Linked DNA regions of Rattus norvegicus: all the other regions are linked to region 2. Evidence: chromatin contacts called from public Hi-C data. All regions are on one chromosome and are shown on one strand. Each heading gives the region's core, a stretch centred on a gene start, on an enhancer-like site or on the middle of the called end of the contact. The rest is flanking DNA. Distances are from core to core; before and after follow the strand shown. Region 1 overlaps Greb1l (GREB1 like retinoic acid receptor coactivator). Region 2 overlaps Greb1l (GREB1 like retinoic acid receptor coactivator). Region 3 holds the start of Greb1l (GREB1 like retinoic acid receptor coactivator).

Region 1 (2,700 bases), core at 101-2,600, 150 kb before region 2:
AAGAGTTTTGTATAGATTCATAGAAAGGTGGTTTCAAAAGACACATTGAGTAAAATAATTGGGAATGAAGCTTTCTAGTTTGTTTTAAGAAATTGAAATTTTCCCCATGTCTAGTTTTCAAATTGCTATGTCTCTGACTGTTTTTTTTTAACGTCTTTCTAATCAAATCTTCTGTCTGGCCTTGAGCTTTCCATGTGGTGCTTTAAAGAGATGGATGAACCCTAGGTGAGGCTTTCAGGCAGGCTATGTAGTTAGTTCTTTGTGACATTCATTGTCTTGTGTCTGCAAGTCAGATTTTAGGCGCTTGGAGCTGTCCTCCTCTTAAGTCATCATAACTGTCTCTTAAAGAGGTGGTTATTGACTAGAAGGAGGGAGTTTTCCTTGCCTAGCATTCCAAGTAAGCCAGCCAGCAGTTTCTGTAGGCCATCTCCTATGTAGCAGAGATCAGAATCTAGCTAAGTGCCACTTTGCAGAAGACAAGAGCTTACCTCTTGTTGTGTGACCACAAAATTTAAAAAAAAAGTGATTTCCCCCCCTCTTGAAGTGGCAGGATGGCTGGTAGATTCAGTCAACTGATTTTTTCACCTCGCATCTCCTGGAAGCTGCATTGTCTCTTACCACTCCAGTGCACAGTTAGCGCAATTCTTCCTGACACTACTGGTGACTTTAAAACCCAAGCGTCTGGTTAGAGTTGGCTTCCTGGAAATCTAGTTTCTAGTTCTTTTGCGTGGGTAAAGGTACTTTTTACGTATTACAAGGTCTGAAGAGGAGCTGGTTCCCTCTGGGATCCAACTGTGTAGCAAGTGGAACTCCCTTGCAACAGTTCAGTGTCCTTTACTGCAGTTGATTTTAGGTCCACGTCTAGCAAAAGTGAAAGAGAAGAAACAGCACAAGGTTGTTTTTGTCCAAGTAAGGTATTGTCTGTTTGCATGTTGTTTCCCCTTCTTCTTTGGAGTATCTTTAATTGATTATTGCTCCTTCTGATCTGAAGAAGGCCCCAGAATTGCTTGCTGGTTTAACACATTAGAGGTTTGGAAGCACAGATGCTGTGGATTTGTGAATGTTAATCGGAATAAAATATTCAGTATTAGAGAGTGAGTTAAGTAGAGTAAGTTAGAATTAGAAGCCATAGCAGCATGGCCACAGTTGCTAGTCACTTTGCTCCTGCTTTAATTTGGGGAACTAGTTTGTGGTGGAGGGGAAGGTCTCATCCTGTTCACCCATCCCCCTCCTGGCTATCCTTCACCCCCAACCTCTAACTCTCCTTCAAGTCTCACTGAGGAGTTATAGTCTCTCCAGAGGCTCTGCTGCTGATGCCTGGAAAGTTTACACTGCAGAGAGATGTTTTGTTTGGCATAGCTAATCAGGAGCCAGGCTGGAATTGCTCATAGCTGTCATTCAGGTTTTGTTTCAAAGTCCAAGGACCTGCTGGGAAAAACAAAAAGCTAATGAAAGCTGACTGTGGCCTCAAATCTGTGGAGTCTGAAATGATGCCCTAACAGTGTATTCTTATTCTTCCACATTCTTGCTGTTGCTAAGGTAACAGATTTTTGGAGGCTTTTCATCTTCATTGTCAAGTATTTGCTACACTTATTGTTGTTTTTCAGATTAGAGCAATTCAGATTATCTCCTTTTGAGAGGAAGTAAAAAGAGAAAATAACAGGAATAAAATGTCTGAATCAATTACCTCAAATGCTAGAAAGACAGGGACTTTGCATTTGTGTGTTTTGTTTTGTTTTTATGTCTTAAAACACTTAGCTTCACAACATGTGTTAAAATTTAGGATGAGATCCTCAAGTATAGGAGGATACATATGTGAAATCCCCAACCTGTAAAGTGATTCAGTAACGTTCATGTAATCTGTAAAGACCCAATCTAAGAGAAAAAGGGTTGTAGAAAAGTCTTTAAAAATCATTCCTCTTGAATGAAAAACCAAATGATGTAAAAAAAAAAAAGTGATGTGCTTGCTTTCTAAACTGTAAATTGGAAATTTAAGAGGTATGTCATACCGAATGTAGTTTTCAAAACTACAACATTTGCTTTTACAGATGTGTTCCCTAATGGATGAACTTGCATCTCCTTGAAAATGCTGTTATTTTTACAGTCCAAATGGGGTGTACCACATTACCCGTGGCATAAGAGAAAGATTGATTTTCTGCAGCCAAGGTGTCCTTTGTGTTGGCTTTAGATTTGAGACCCCAGGGATGTGTGTCATGTGACTGCATTGTCCAGATGTTGACCCATTGACAGATAACATGGGTTTTCTACAGATTTATCGAACATCTTCATCCAGTCCCTATGGTAACAAGGAGAATATTGACACATTGCAGTTTTGGTTCTGATTGAATCACATCACTAATTTGGTCCCAACTGAAAAAAATCCCACCATATATTCATAGAGATAAGATCTGGCTTAAAATGAGAAAGGGAACATCTAGCTAGTGGGGCAGAAGCCATGAGTCTGGAAGGGAAGTGGTCAAGTATGTCAGAAGGCCTCTTTTGTTTCTGTATCCGAGCCTGGAATCTTCTCTCCTCCCTGCCTGTCTGAACTGTATGATCCTTAAGGCCCCACTCAGCTACTCTTTGTCATTAAGCTCTTGTTAACTAGATCTGTGGTCAGGTAGTTAGAGAGGCTGTACTCTCAGCCTGATTAGGATTGGGAGATATGAAGGGGGGACAGAACATAAATTGAATATATCA
Region 2 (2,700 bases), core at 41-2,540:
AAGACGGTGCTATGTAGAGCAGCACTTCTAGTCAAGCGAAGCAGTCTGATCACATCCTCAGAGAAACCATGGTCCTAGTGAGTTAAATAAACCATAAGACAAAAATATAACATCTTCCTTCCAGTTATTAAAGCCTCTTAGAGAATTCTGATTTAATTAAACAAGATTCTTTTTTTCTCTTTAGGATCAATTCTCTCCATAATTTTACTTCCAGTTATTAGTTCTGCTGGTATTTAGCATAAATACCTGTCCTTCCTCCCTCCCTTCCTCCTTCCCTCCCTTCCTCCTTCCCTCTCTTCCTCCTTCCCTCCCTTCCTCCTTCCCTCCCTTCCTTCCTTTCACCTAGGTTTATACTCCTCTGTCCTCCAACAAATTCTGGTGTTCTTGAAAAAAAAATGTATCCTATCCCTAAAAGTTTAAGAGGCAGAAAAATATTTTCACACATGCATAGATTATAGACATTAAAAAATATCCAAACTTCTAAAATGACCGCCTTAATACTTTGTATCCCCAAGAACTAACAGGGGGAAAGAAAAGCAAGATTCTTCAGAAAGAAAGAGCCTTCCTGTAACAGTCACTTAAATTTTTTTGTGTTATTTCACAAGTTAAAAAGCCCTTTGAAGTACATAATGGAATCAGCACATTCAGATGGGCCTCCGGGCTGTCGGAAACATTTCTTCCTCTTATGGTGGCTCCATCTAAGAAGCCATCAGAGCCGATGCTCTGGGGTATAACTCTCAAAGGGAAAATTACCATTATTGAGCTCGGAAGAGGTGGAGAAAAGGCTCCTAGAATCCAGCCAGGATGGAAAGTAGTAGAAACAGAGAAGGGGACGCATATATTGCTGTGAGAGATCATCTTTCATCTGAAGTGGATCCCCCTCATTTTTTCCTAACAGTTATTCAATCAAAACTTTACAAATGAATTTTAAGATAACAAAGGATGCTGGAAACAAGTTATACCACTTTATTTTCTCCCGGGTGCCTTTGCACGGATTCATTGTGTATCCCAAGAGAATGTGTCGCTGGCTCCTGATCTGCCTTAGCCCTCGTGCATCTATAAAATGGGCCTCTGAGCCTTTCAGGTTTTGAATGGATGACACTAGGGAAAGGAGGCCAGGCCTGCTTTTCGTTTGTCATGTGCTCTGGTGGAAGAGGGCTATAGAAAGGACCACCTTCCTTCAGATTTTAGTTCAAATTCAGCCATTCTGAATTCACTACACAGTATGAATGCCATGGCTGCGCACCATGATTCTAGTTTGTTAAAGGTTAATGGAAATCAGAGTTGAATGACTCCCAGCTGATCTTTAAAGCCAAAAGTCCCACAGTTCACTTCCACCTAGCATGAGGCAGGGTCAAGAAGGACACAAGAAACCAACATTTTAGGCTAGGTGTGTGGAGACCTAGGGATCAAACCCAGAGCCCGCCTCACTCATGATAGTACCAGGCTATGCTCTAACTCCAGAAGCAAATGTACTGTAAGCATTACTGTTTTCTTCTTGTTTCTATGTATAGAAAACAAGCACCTCTCTTCGAGGTTCCCATTTTCTTTTCCTGACCCTCAACTAGTTCTGGAAAAGTTGCTTCTCCAATGTAAATTACTTATTTTTAGACTGTGGTATATTTTGTATAATCCCACTTGTCTTTAAGCAGGGCCAGGAGACCACTTAACTGCATCAGAGCGAGGAATGGTTTCTGACTCTCTGTGTTCCCTCCTTCCAGACAGATCGTAGCCTTATGTTTGTGCTGTATCTAGAGTTCTAAAGCCAGTGCTTAGCCTCAGATCACAGATACTAAAGAGTCTGTTCCTGCTAACAGGAGCCCTTGAGTTTCAAGTCTCTGATCCCCCTCCCCACCCCATCCTGCTTTGGGTGGGGGCAAGTCAATATATCCCCTAGGTTTTAGTTTAAACTAAAGGTAGAATCTTAGTTAATTTGTGCCAATTGGATGCTTGCTGATTTTGTTGTAAAAATTGGTTAAGTTTCTAAAAGAATAAAAAAGAAAATCCCTCTAATTCCAGGGGCCACAGGTCATCAGTATAAGCTTACTCAGCTACGGCTGGGAAAAGAGGCCAAATGTCATATTTGACAAGCCAGAGTGCATGAGAGAATGAGATGACCCAGCATTCTCCGCCTGGGGAGAGTTAGGCAATGTGAAACATGGAAATGGAAATGAAAAAATGACTCATTTCCCTGTGGACAGTGCCAAATTAAATGGAGACAATCCATTAAAATACTTTGAAAGTATCCATGCATAAAATGAGAAATGAATAGAACCCAAAATTGATTACACACCAGTGTGTTTTCTCATTTATTAATCATCAGAATCCATAATGCCAAGGTTTGAAAGTGATTGTTTCTCAGGGCATGCAACAGAATGGGTCTTGTGTCCTTGCAAATCCTCCTTGAAAGAGTACAGGGGAACAGAGCTAGAGCTCTAAAAATTGAGGCCAGAGAGAAGTGAAAGGGAAATTCGCAGTGGTGATTAGTATGAGCCGTGACTTGGGACCCCAGTAAGACACAGTGCTTATCTGCTAGCTGGAGTGTGGTGGGCTTAGAGAACTGTGGGATGCTAGGTGCTGTGTGTTTTGTCTTCTCAGATTGTCTAAGTCCTAACTGTAATTCTCATTAATATAGGTCCTGACCAGATACCTCTCAGGGAAGAATTTGAGCAGATCATGCTGAAGGCTATGCAGGAATTC
Region 3 (2,700 bases), core at 146-2,645, 170 kb before region 2:
GCCCCTTCTTAGGAGCTAAACAAAAACAAAGTCAGCCAAGTCTGTCTTCCTAAGGCAGGAGAAAGAGAAGACAATTCAAGCTGCGGACACAACCAAAGAGAAAAAGGAAAAAAATATTTTGGCTTGAGAGGAAAGTTTAAAAAGCAAGTCAAATATATTTAGAAATTATGCTGGTTTATTAAAGTGTTGGTAATAAGTTTACCTTTAATATCGAGGGTCAGCTCTGAGATCATATATGTACAAGAAACATTAAACAGACTGAGGAAGACTATGTACATACAAATGTCTGTACGAACATTTGTATGTATGTATGCATGTATGTATGTATGTAACAAAAGTTAAAAAAGGAGGCCATAAATTTTAGACAGAGCAAGGGTGTGTATGGGAAAAGGAAGGAGTGGGAGATTTAATTAAAAAAATTAAAAAGCAAGAGGAATGAAAATACTTACTTAGAGATCATATGTGATAGAGTTTAATTAACATTCTTTCGACTATGATTAAGAAAGTACCACAATGCTTGACAACAATGTCAACTGACCAGCAGCTGGGTCCGCAGTATCTCAAAGGGATTAAACATGTCTCAACTTTTCTGTGCTTTGCGTCTAGCATGAAGTTGCTTCTACTGGAAGCTACGGTCACTGATGTCTCTGGCAGCAGTTTCAGTTCAAGAACAGGAGCTGCAGCTTTGAATACCAGAGGCCATCAACTGAAAATTGGAGCCCCGTTTGTCACTATCTAGCCACAGCATCCCTCCAGAACTTTTGTCCCAGTAGCAACCATTAAGGACCAGAGCCAGCTGGAAGTAGCTGGTCTTGGGGAAACGTTGGTCTACGGGAGGCTCTGCAGGAGCCAGGGCTACCTTGGGAGTCCAGGAGAATAGGGCCACTGCCTTGGAGCTTCATCAGAGAGGTGCAGAAATCTGCTCAGGCTTGGAGCTCCAGGGTGGGTTTGGTTTTGTCTGCGCCCTACAACCCCGGTTTATGCAGAAGGCTCTTGACTGACTATTGCCCAGGCAATGGAACTTTGTCCCTAGATACAGTGACAAAGAAGTCACACAGTGACTTGAGAGCATTCGGAATGTAGTAGGGTCCGGAGAGAAAATAATTGTACTTCTTGACCACGCTCTTCAGCAGCACTAGGGGGCAATCCTTCTTCCCAGAAGACCCCCAGCGCACTGCCACCTCCCCATCCCAGAGTGGCCACACACATCATCCGCGCCAGAGTTCTCAAACCCAAACGTGAAGGCTACATGTAGGACTCCGCAGCACGTGGGCGTTCATTGGGCACCGTGTGCTCCCCGATACTCTAGGGATTGAAGGCGAGGGAGTCCAAAAAGCCACCAGGGTGCTCAGGCCAGGAGGGAACAGAGAGGAGGGGGGCGAGCAGGAGGGGCAGCACCTGAGGAATCCGCCTCCGGCCGCGGTGGCGCCTCGCTCCGCCCCCGGGAACTGAGCGCGCAGCCCGCGCCCTGCCTCAGAGACGCCAGCCACCGGCGGCGCTAGCCCCTCTAAGCAGAGCGCAGCACGAAGCCGCCCGGGGCTGTGGAGACCACCCTGGCCCTCTGCCCTCGCTCCCGCCGGGGCCAGGTGAGCTACTTGTGGGGACTCACGGGGGCCGGGAGGCGAGGGGACTCAGTGGCGGGCAGGGCCTGTCCTCTGGTGGGCTGGACACCTTGCCTGCACAGGGCCGCGGACTTTCTTCTGGAGGAACTGACTCGTGCGGCCGGGCAGGCGCCTGTACCAGCGGGAAACAAACCCCATCCTGGTCCCCGTCCCTGGCTACCCCCTTTCGCCGTCTGCGGCCACAGGCCTGTCACCCGGTCTCCGTTGCTGCCTTTGTGGCGGGAGGGAGGTGGCTGATGCGGTGCGGGGGTGAAGGAGTTGCGGCGAGGGGGCGCGTCCTGGCCGCTCCCCGAGCACGAGGGCATGGCTAGCGGTCCCCGAGCGCCGGACGGACAGCAAGAAGTGGGACGCGGAGGTTTCGGAGCAGAGGATGGGTAGAGCCTGGCTTGGGAAAGTTGAGAGTAGCCAGATGTGGTCAGGCATTCGCTGGGGTCCACGCCAAATGTCACTTCGTCACACGCGCGTCTTCCGGTCAACATTTCCATTTCTCTGAGAGCGGTTCCTATCTGCTCTTATTCTGAATGGGACACAAAGGGTTGTGTTGACAGCTGACCGTGAAAATATACGGTGAGGTGAGGAGTGCCCTGGCCAGGCGGGGTGAAGGTTAGCGGTTGGTTAAAGTCCCTGATTCCTGAAGTCCTTCTTCTGAGCCTCATTAAAAGGAGATTATCTGTTCACTGCATGGAGTTTCTCATTGAAACCAAGCCTTAAAAACATGCAGGACGGAGAGGATTTTTGCGCCAGAAAGCTAAGAACTGAGCTGTGTTCCTTTTTCTTCTATAAACTCCATCCCGGACCCGTGTCCCTGACTAAATAAAAAAAAATTTTGATTTCTACTTTTGAAACCGTGAGATTCTACACTCTGCCTCTCTTGAGAAACCGTCCTCAAATCCCATTTTAAAACAGCCTTGTAGATATAAGCAGTTCAAAAGGGTTTACCCGATTTTTCCTCTTAAAAACCACTCGCACCTCTGTCCTATTCTGATCGGAAATTCTGCCTTGAGTTTAGTTATTGTTTTGATTCTTTTTCTTTCTGAAAACTAGTGGAATGGCAATAAGAAAAACTCACTTAAAAAGA

What was found. Hi-C and Micro-C count contacts between places; a contact is called where the count stands out from the background.
Region 1: a Hi-C map of liver shows a contact between it and region 2, with 2.5 times the contacts expected there. The contact joins two enhancer-like sites. A contact is called at or near these places in 2 of 12 Hi-C or Micro-C datasets (hepatocytes and liver).
Region 3: a contact with region 2 is called in a Hi-C map of liver, with 3 times the contacts expected there. The contact joins the promoter of Greb1l here to the enhancer-like site in region 2. A contact is called at or near these places in 5 of 12 Hi-C or Micro-C datasets (Schwann cells, frontal cortex, hepatocytes and 2 more).

The regions. Positions count from the first base shown.
Region 1 is chr18:1,683,706-1,686,405 of GRCr8, forward strand. All of the region lies in intron 1 of Greb1l (GREB1 like retinoic acid receptor coactivator), which reads left to right. Among named protein-coding and RNA genes, the nearest start is that of Greb1l, 20 kb to the left of the region's middle. Within about 2 kb of position 1,351, at least 10 of the 93 cell types and tissues checked have an H3K27ac peak or open chromatin away from gene starts, as enhancers often do. A contact at or near this core is called in liver, where this site is marked.
Region 2 is chr18:1,836,866-1,839,565 of GRCr8, forward strand. Greb1l (GREB1 like retinoic acid receptor coactivator) reads left to right here. Exons shown (of 33, transcript XM_039097272.2): 13 at 2,636-2,700. Among named protein-coding and RNA genes, the nearest start is that of Hspd1l1, 23 kb to the right of the region's middle. Within about 2 kb of position 1,291, at least 4 of the 93 cell types and tissues checked have an H3K27ac peak or open chromatin away from gene starts, as enhancers often do. A contact at or near this core is called in hepatocytes and liver, where this site is marked.
Region 3 is chr18:1,664,073-1,666,772 of GRCr8, forward strand. It overlaps Greb1l (GREB1 like retinoic acid receptor coactivator), which reads left to right and starts at 1,396. Exons shown (of 33, transcript XM_039097272.2): 1 at 1,396-1,586.